Linked DNA regions of Arachis hypogaea: region 1 is linked to region 2. The links are chromatin contacts, called in public Hi-C maps. All regions are on one chromosome and are shown on one strand. The core of a region is the stretch at or near the end of the contact, and the rest is flanking DNA. Distances in the headings are between cores, read along the strand shown. Region 1 overlaps LOC112802006 (methyl-CpG-binding domain-containing protein 2). Region 2 holds the start of LOC112802004 (auxin response factor 19).

Region 1 (4,186 bases), core at 1,334-3,833, 48 kb before region 2:
ACCTGTTATTTGTCATTTTCTTTTCCCAAATGTTAGGTGTAGATACATGCTACTGTTCTGGGATTCTCACTTTTCAACTATCAATCTGTTTTTTAATTATTTCAGATATTATGTAGCACCAAATGGCAAGAGACTCCGCTCAATGGTAGAGGTCCAAAAGTATGTTCTTGCTACTTCTGTTTTACTATTTTACCAGAATGACCTTGATACTTACCATCCCATTTGAGTTTTGTTACTATTTTCATAATTTTATGTAAACATTTGCTTTGATGTTTCTTGTAAAACTCTTATATGTGAATCTGTGCTCTTAGGTTCTTGTTGGAGCACCCGGAATATATAAGAGATGGGGTAACTCTTTCTCAGTTCTCATTTCAAATACCAAAGCCATTGCAAGAAAACTATGTGAGGAAGCGCTCCCTGAAACTTAAATCTTCATATGAAGACGGCAGACCGGTTGAACCTGAACAAGGTATATTTTATTAGTGAAAGATAGTGTATATATGATCGAATGATATATGCCATTTACACTTGATGCACCAAAGTTGATTTCAATAAAAATTGTACAATTCTGAACTATAATCTTATTTTCAGTATGTTCTTGTAGAGATTGGTGCATTATTGATTAACTATGTCATATCTTTTGGTTTAGATTCTCTTATTTTTATATTGTTCTACAATCAGTCCTTAAACCCTGCTGCTAGGAATTATTCTATTTTGTGATTTTTGCCATATCTTTCCATGATCATAAAGCTTGACATCTGATTTGAAATACATTAACTTGTCGTCTTTAGTTTGGAATGCAGCAATGCAATTATGCAAGTATCTGTCAATATAGCAACAGACAAACACACCAAGTATTTGTTTAGAATCCTTGCAGCAAAAGCATCTAGATTTTAACGATTTACTAACAACAGAGATTGTTTACGTTAGAACACCGGTGTCATTTGCTTCGTGTATCCTAACTTACGTTACTCAAATGGATGAGACTTGGTTGTTGTTACATGCTTACAGCTATTGTTATGCTGACGCTGATATTTTGCAGTGAGTCCACTAGCATGGGCCGCACCAGAAGACACTGCAAAGTTGCATGAAGAAAAACCTGTCCCTTTTGCTGCTGTACTGGATGATGATTACCCTCTCAATCCACCAACAAAGAAGCGAGCGACTGAGAGTTCACTCCAAAAGGATGTGCCTGACGCTAATGAAGATTTTCAACTCAGAAGTTAATGGTGGAAACTTAAGGCTGCTGATCCAAATCTCTGCGTATTGTTTGGATGGATGATAGCCTCCTTTTTTCGCTTCTTTTTTGGGTGGACAGATTGCAACTTACTGTAAAATTTTCTGGTTATTAGGGAAATAGGTTTTCAGTTTTTTGTTTAGAACAGGAAATGATGTTGTCGAAAATGAACTGCTACAGAAGATGAAAGTTGTATAACCTTTCAAAGTGTAATCTGAGCCCATAAAACAATGTACAGAAGATGGTACTGTGATTTACCAGTCTCAATTGAAGAACTAGTCGATTTGCATGTTGCGTTCTTGCCTGATTTTGCCCCAAATATGGAGTTATTGATGAGATCAATATCTTGGTATTCCTAGAACTGCATTTTACATTTGTACAAGTTGAGTTTCTGCACTGTCTTCGATAGTTGATCTTTTGAAACTGAGTGCTTACCCCACACACATTTTTATTTTTAATACTAGATTAACAATGGTGTTTTTTTAAATTGTGATCTATGGTAGTATTTTTTTAAAATGTGGAATGATTTAATTTATGGAGTAGAAATCGTACCGTCCGATTTTTAAGAGGTACCGTCCGATTTTTGTATTCGGACCGTCCGATTTGTATTTAAAAAATAAAAAAAATTGAAGTACACAAATCAGACCGTTCGATTTCTGTACTCGAACCCTTCGATTTGTGTATTATTGAACATTTGAATAGGTGGTTTAAGAGTAAATAATAGTAAGAGATTGAACTTTTCTATTGCTATTCATTTTTAAAAGATTTCATTATTAACATCTATTGTTCTATTCGTATAATTGTATAAATATTATAATAAGATTCGTATAATTGCATAAATATTCTAATAAGAAAAGGTACAAAAATAAACACATCTCTAATTGCTTAAAATTTTGAAGTTAAACACAATAAAACAAAACTCTTATTGTTGGTTAAACAATTAACAATAATTCCAACTAATTATAATACTTTTTAAATTCAAAAATACCATGTATACACCAAAAATCAATCATTATGTATGTGTATAAATATATGTTTTTGTTTAGTTTATTTTTAATCATATTTTATATTTTAATATATATTTTATATTAGTAACTAATTTTGTAAGTGATTTTTTGTGTATAACTAATATGATTGTTCTTATATATAATGATAATATATATGAAGTAACTATTTTCTTTTTGGCCAATTATCACCCAATATCTTTTTTTGTTTTTGTACTTGAGTTTACTCTTTTTGGTCTGGATCTTCACAAAAGTTCAAACACACATAGATTTGGGTCTCTCTTTTGTCTTTATTGGTCAAGGACATGGTCTGTAGACCACTAGTTTAATGTAATTGGGTCATCCATAGATAAATAATTATAACAAACAAAAGAACCACATTGGGCCCTAATAGCCCTAATAATTTGGGCTAACAAGGCCCAAGATTTTGTAGCTAAGTTTGTTTGGCAAAGTGGTTCGCTTACAATTACCAAAAAAAATAAAAGAGTGGTTCGCTTACATTTACTAGCATTGGATGGCAGGTGCACGGATGAGGAACAACATTATTTTGTATCAAACTATCAACTAAACCTTAATTTTTTGGTGTCACTTTCTTTATCAATAATTGGAAACTTTGGAATAGTCTAAACTCTAATCTAGTCTTCCATAATAACTTGTTCATGGTGATGACTATAGCCTGTCTTTGTGGTTGTGGGTTCCAAAACCAACAAACTCCATTGTCATACTCATAACACACCATGTGCCTTGTATTTAATGCCTCCTTTGGCTTATCTTCCTCCCTATAGGATATGTCGTTTGCATATTCTAGAGAGGATCTTTCAATAAAGACTTTAATTTGGAAGAAACCAAACAATCATTTATATATAATATGTTATCCAATTTTAAATATATTAAATTCTTATTTCAAATAATTATCTTTTTTGTCAATTTACAATTGGTAAGTAAAATAAAAACTCCATATACTTTAGTAGATTGATCGGTATTGTATATAATTAGTAATATATATAAAAATAAAGATTTAACTAACATGATGAGTTTTGAGAATACATATTAAGATTATTATAAATAAAATTTTTATTTTTTATTTTAATAAATATAAAATAAATATATTAAAAATTTGAACTTTGTATATTTTTTATAAAATTATTTTTTATTGATAACCTCAATATTTATTTTTAAGAGGTGATTCAAGAAAAGTTTTAAAATTTCTAAAAATTTTATACTGTAAAATGAAAATCATTCCAATTAAAGTTTTTGAATGTTTAAGAATGTAATTAAAATATTCTTCTAATCATACGTCATCTTAAGACACATTTTAACTAAATATTAATTCTATAAATACTATAATAAGTTTTGAATATACTCTAATATTAGTAAATTAATTGGTATTGAACTCATAATATTTTATGATATTATTATTTTTTTTTTCACTAAAAGTTTCTAATGTAGATTATGTGGGTCTTTATGGTCTTGTCGGTTTGATGACACCTTTACCACCCACCAATTCATCCACATCCATGCTTGGTTTTGAAGCTCACTTGTTTTTATCTTCTATCTTATCGTCATTGCTTCTTGATAGTGCATTTTGATTGACAGGCTTATAAATATATATCATATTCTTATTTAGCTGCTCTAATATTCCACCATAGTATTATATTAGGTAGATAGGAAGAGAAAGAGATTAAGATCGAAAAACTGAGACATGAAAAATAGAAACTGAAATAAATTTTAATATTGTGTTGGATGTAAAATAAAATATAAAAATTGAAATAAAAATAAAATTTTAATTTAATTTATATAAAAAATAAAATTAAAATTAATTAATTAAAATGAAAGTATTTTAGATATAAAATATTATTAAAGTTTTAATTTTTATTTCTAAAAATTTTAGTTTTTTATATCTTTATTTTTTGAAGATACTGAAATACTAAAATTTTAAAAAACA
Region 2 (3,633 bases), core at 838-3,337:
AATTGAATAATTAATCCATATGATTTTATGCGTTATTTTATTGTTGTTATTGTTTTTTTTTTATTTGAAATATGTAGTTGCACTAACGTTTGATAATATATGGCTATTTCATTGAAATGTTTAATTGGTGTATTAATTATGTACAAAATATTTTATATCCATTGTGTTCAAATTAAAGGTGTTAATTTAAAATTAAATCATAGTATTAAATTTACAAAGTCCAACCAAATATTTTAAATTTATGTGTGCATATTTTTTTTTCTCTTTCTTTTTTTTTCTTTTTCATTATCTTTCTTTTCTGTTATTGTTATTGTCAATAATATTAATATTTTGCTAATATTCTTATTGGTTCTGATTATTTTTTGTGTTATTATTAAATAATTTCAATTTATTTACTAATTTATTTGAGGTTCATTTGTATCTAAAAATAAAATTCGATGTGTTTTTATTGGTGAATGAGTTTTTTTTACCACTTATTAAAATCTGAACTAATTTAGTTTTATTTGTGAATTAACTGAGATTTATTTGATATTGTCGTAAATAATATTATGTATTTTTTTTAAAAAAATTTATTCTTTATAAAAAAATATTCTACATGGTAGCATTACTCAAATATAAACGAAAATATTTTATATATACTATTCAAAGATTAAATTATATATTATCATATTAGCAAAAATAAGCTTTCTTTTTCAAATCTATTACTTATAAAATCTTTAGCGAAATTGAATGATAATATAATTTTTTTATACTATTAATTATCAAAATTAAATTCAAATAAATTTATTTAAAAATTATTTTAATGCAAATAATATTTCTGTGCGACAACCAAATAATTTTACACTATTGAAATTTAATAAGAATTCGAGAAGGTTTATGTGAGTTATCAATTAATACTTTTCTTTTAAAATGTAGTGTTTGGCAATATTAACTTATTTTACCTTATTAATAATATACATATACATATACATATAAATTAAATTCCGGTTGTTTTAGAAATAAAAGAATATCTTAGCATATTCTTATCATTTTAAAGACTATATCGATCTATGACACATCTCTAATTTATGGTATATGTAGCACATCTTTAATTTACTCTTCTTTTAAAAGTAATTGTTAGATATACTTGCTTATCGGAGTTGTTATATAGTGCATGTTATATTTAATAATATATATATTTTTTTATTAAAAATTATAGTAAATATTTAAATTGATATTTAGAGAATTTTATGTCAAATATTTTAGTCTTTAATAAATTTTTATTCTTTAAAATTTTCTAAAAATTACTCTTATCAAATAAATTAATTACTATTCCACTTTTAATTAAATTTTTAATATGTATATTAGATAAATAAATTTTTAATAAATTTTATTATAAAATAATTAAATTCTAAAGCATATTATTATAGGAGATATTAAATTTTTTTAGAGTGACAAAAGAATTAATTTATCTTAAGAAATAATTTTTAATAATTTATAAAGAATAAAAAATTATTTTTAAATCTAAAATTCCTTAAAAGATATGTTTATTAAAAAAATTAGTACGATTAATTGTAACTCGTTAACTCATTTATACATTAATTATTTGGAAACTACTTCGATAAAGACATTGAAAATGTCTTTTTTTTTAAAGATGTTTACATGTATCATAATATTATTGAACATTTTTTATTAAACCGATTAATAATTTATTTTTTAATAAACCAGAATAAAATCGGTTTATTATAGCAACAATAATAAATTTAATTGTCCGTATTATAATTATGAAACCCAGTTTGATCCGATCGATTTACACAATCTAAATCGAATTATGTTTAAATTTTTTGATAAAAAGATAAATATATCTCTAATTTTTGTTAAAAAAATTATAATCTAATAAATTATGTAAATTAATCAATTTGACCAAATTTAATAACAATTAATTTAATTATTATTGTTATAAAAAAATAGTTTTATTTTAATTTTTTAAAAAATTTAAAAATAAAAACCGGTTCATTTCTTTACAAAAAGTGTCAGCAACTAACAGTTTTAATCAAACTTAGTCATCATTTAGCCAATAAATATTATTCCTTCTCAAATATCATACACGCACATCATAAAATTTCACCTCTGTTACTCGTTCCTTTCTAAATAGTGGTTGTTTATTGACCCAAAATCTGAAAAAAAGTGCTAACCTCTAGCACTGCTGATTATTTTATTATGGGTTTTTGGTTTAAGGGGAAAACAACTCAAGTCAACAAGGCGTGTGTGTCTAATCACCTATTCCATTAGTTCAGTGAGTCCCATTTGCAGAAGAGAGAGGGAGAGAGAAAAAAAGAAAATAAGAAAGAAAACAGATGTGTGTCTCTGCATTGTAGCAAGGCAAAGGGAACACAACCCAGACACACCGCCCATCACCACCACCACCACCACCACCTCCTCCTCCTCCTAAGCAAACACCAAAACCGTCTCTCTCTCTCTCTAAAGTCAGAACTCTCCTCTTCTTCCTCTTTTTTGCAACCTCTCTCTCTCTCTCAACCAAAAATCATTTTCTATTTTTATTTGATTTAATTTTTTTATTATTATTTTACCTGATCTGAGAAAAGCTTCTGCACATTCCTCTTCTGCATACGCTTCTGCTGAGATGAATAATAATAATAATAATAACTTATAAAATACATACACACTCTTCTCGCCGGCAAGCTATCTCCGATGAAGACGCAGCCTGAACCTGCCGCCGTCGTCGCCGTACCTAACCCCGAAGGTCACCTCTCTCGCTCTCTCTATAAAATATCACAGCTGAAAAAATTGAGGACTCCGAAAAAACCGGTCACAGTGTTTTTTTTTTCTTTCAATTTTTGGTCTTATTTCTTTCATATTATTTCGATAATGATGTTGTTCTTATATTTTCCTCTAAGGCTTTTGCGAAAAGAAAAGTGTGTTTTTTTTTCTTTTTTTTTTTTTGGTTTGAATTTGTTTGGACTAACTGAATGGTGGACACGTGGCGAGTGCAGAGAAGAAGAGCATCAACCCGGAGCTATGGCAAGCGTGTGCGGGGCCGTTGGTGAACCTTCCGCCGGCGGGAACACACGTCTTCTACTTCCCTCAAGGACACAGTGAGCAGGTCAACTCTAACTTAACTACCCTAACCAACTTCTCTAACATGCTGAGAAAAAACTGTTAAGCTTTTCGATTATGGAGTTGGATTTTGAATCCAGAATAAGCTATAATGAAAGCAAGCCTTTAATTGTTTATTTATTTGATTTGAATCTTTTTTTTTTTTTTTGGTTTGGTTCAGGTCGCAGCGTCTTTGAAGAAAGATGTGGATGGACAGATTCCTAACTATCCTAATCTTCCATCCAAGTTGTTGTGTCTCCTTCACAGTGTTACTTTGCATGTATGGATGTTTTCTTTTTTGGTTTGGTTTGGCTTTTGTATTAGTTTTGAACCGAAGATCAATATGGAAGGTCTGGAATTCTCTTATTTTGATTGTATGTTCATTTTTGGGGATTTTTTTTTTTTTTGGCAGGCTGACCCAGAAACCGATGAAGTTTATGCTCAGATGACACTTCAACCTGTGCCTTCTGTAAGCATCATTTTGGAATGTCTCAAATGCTTTATAATTCTATAACAATATGATATGCCAAACATCAA

What was found. Hi-C and Micro-C count contacts between places; a contact is called where the count stands out from the background.
Region 1: a contact with region 2 is called in a Hi-C map of an unstated tissue, with 6 times the contacts expected there. The contact joins the enhancer-like site here to the promoter of LOC112802004 in region 2. A contact is called at or near these places in 4 of 8 Hi-C or Micro-C datasets (leaf and an unstated tissue).

Annotation. Positions count from the first base shown.
Region 1 is chr5:94,148,523-94,152,708 of arahy.Tifrunner.gnm2.J5K5, reverse strand. It overlaps LOC112802006 (methyl-CpG-binding domain-containing protein 2), which reads left to right. Exons shown (of 5, transcript XM_025844984.3): 3 at 106-159; 4 at 312-469; 5 at 1,043-1,526. The coding sequence ends at 1,227. Among protein-coding and RNA genes, the nearest start is that of LOC112802006, 4.3 kb to the left of the region's middle. Within about 2 kb of position 2,583, at least 3 of the 3 cell types and tissues checked have open chromatin away from gene starts, as enhancers often do.
Region 2 is chr5:94,100,119-94,103,751 of arahy.Tifrunner.gnm2.J5K5, reverse strand. It overlaps LOC112802004 (auxin response factor 19), which reads left to right and starts at 2,087. Exons shown (of 15, transcript XM_072237472.1): 1 at 2,087-2,743; 2 at 2,994-3,103; 3 at 3,278-3,376; 4 at 3,509-3,565. The coding sequence starts at 2,692.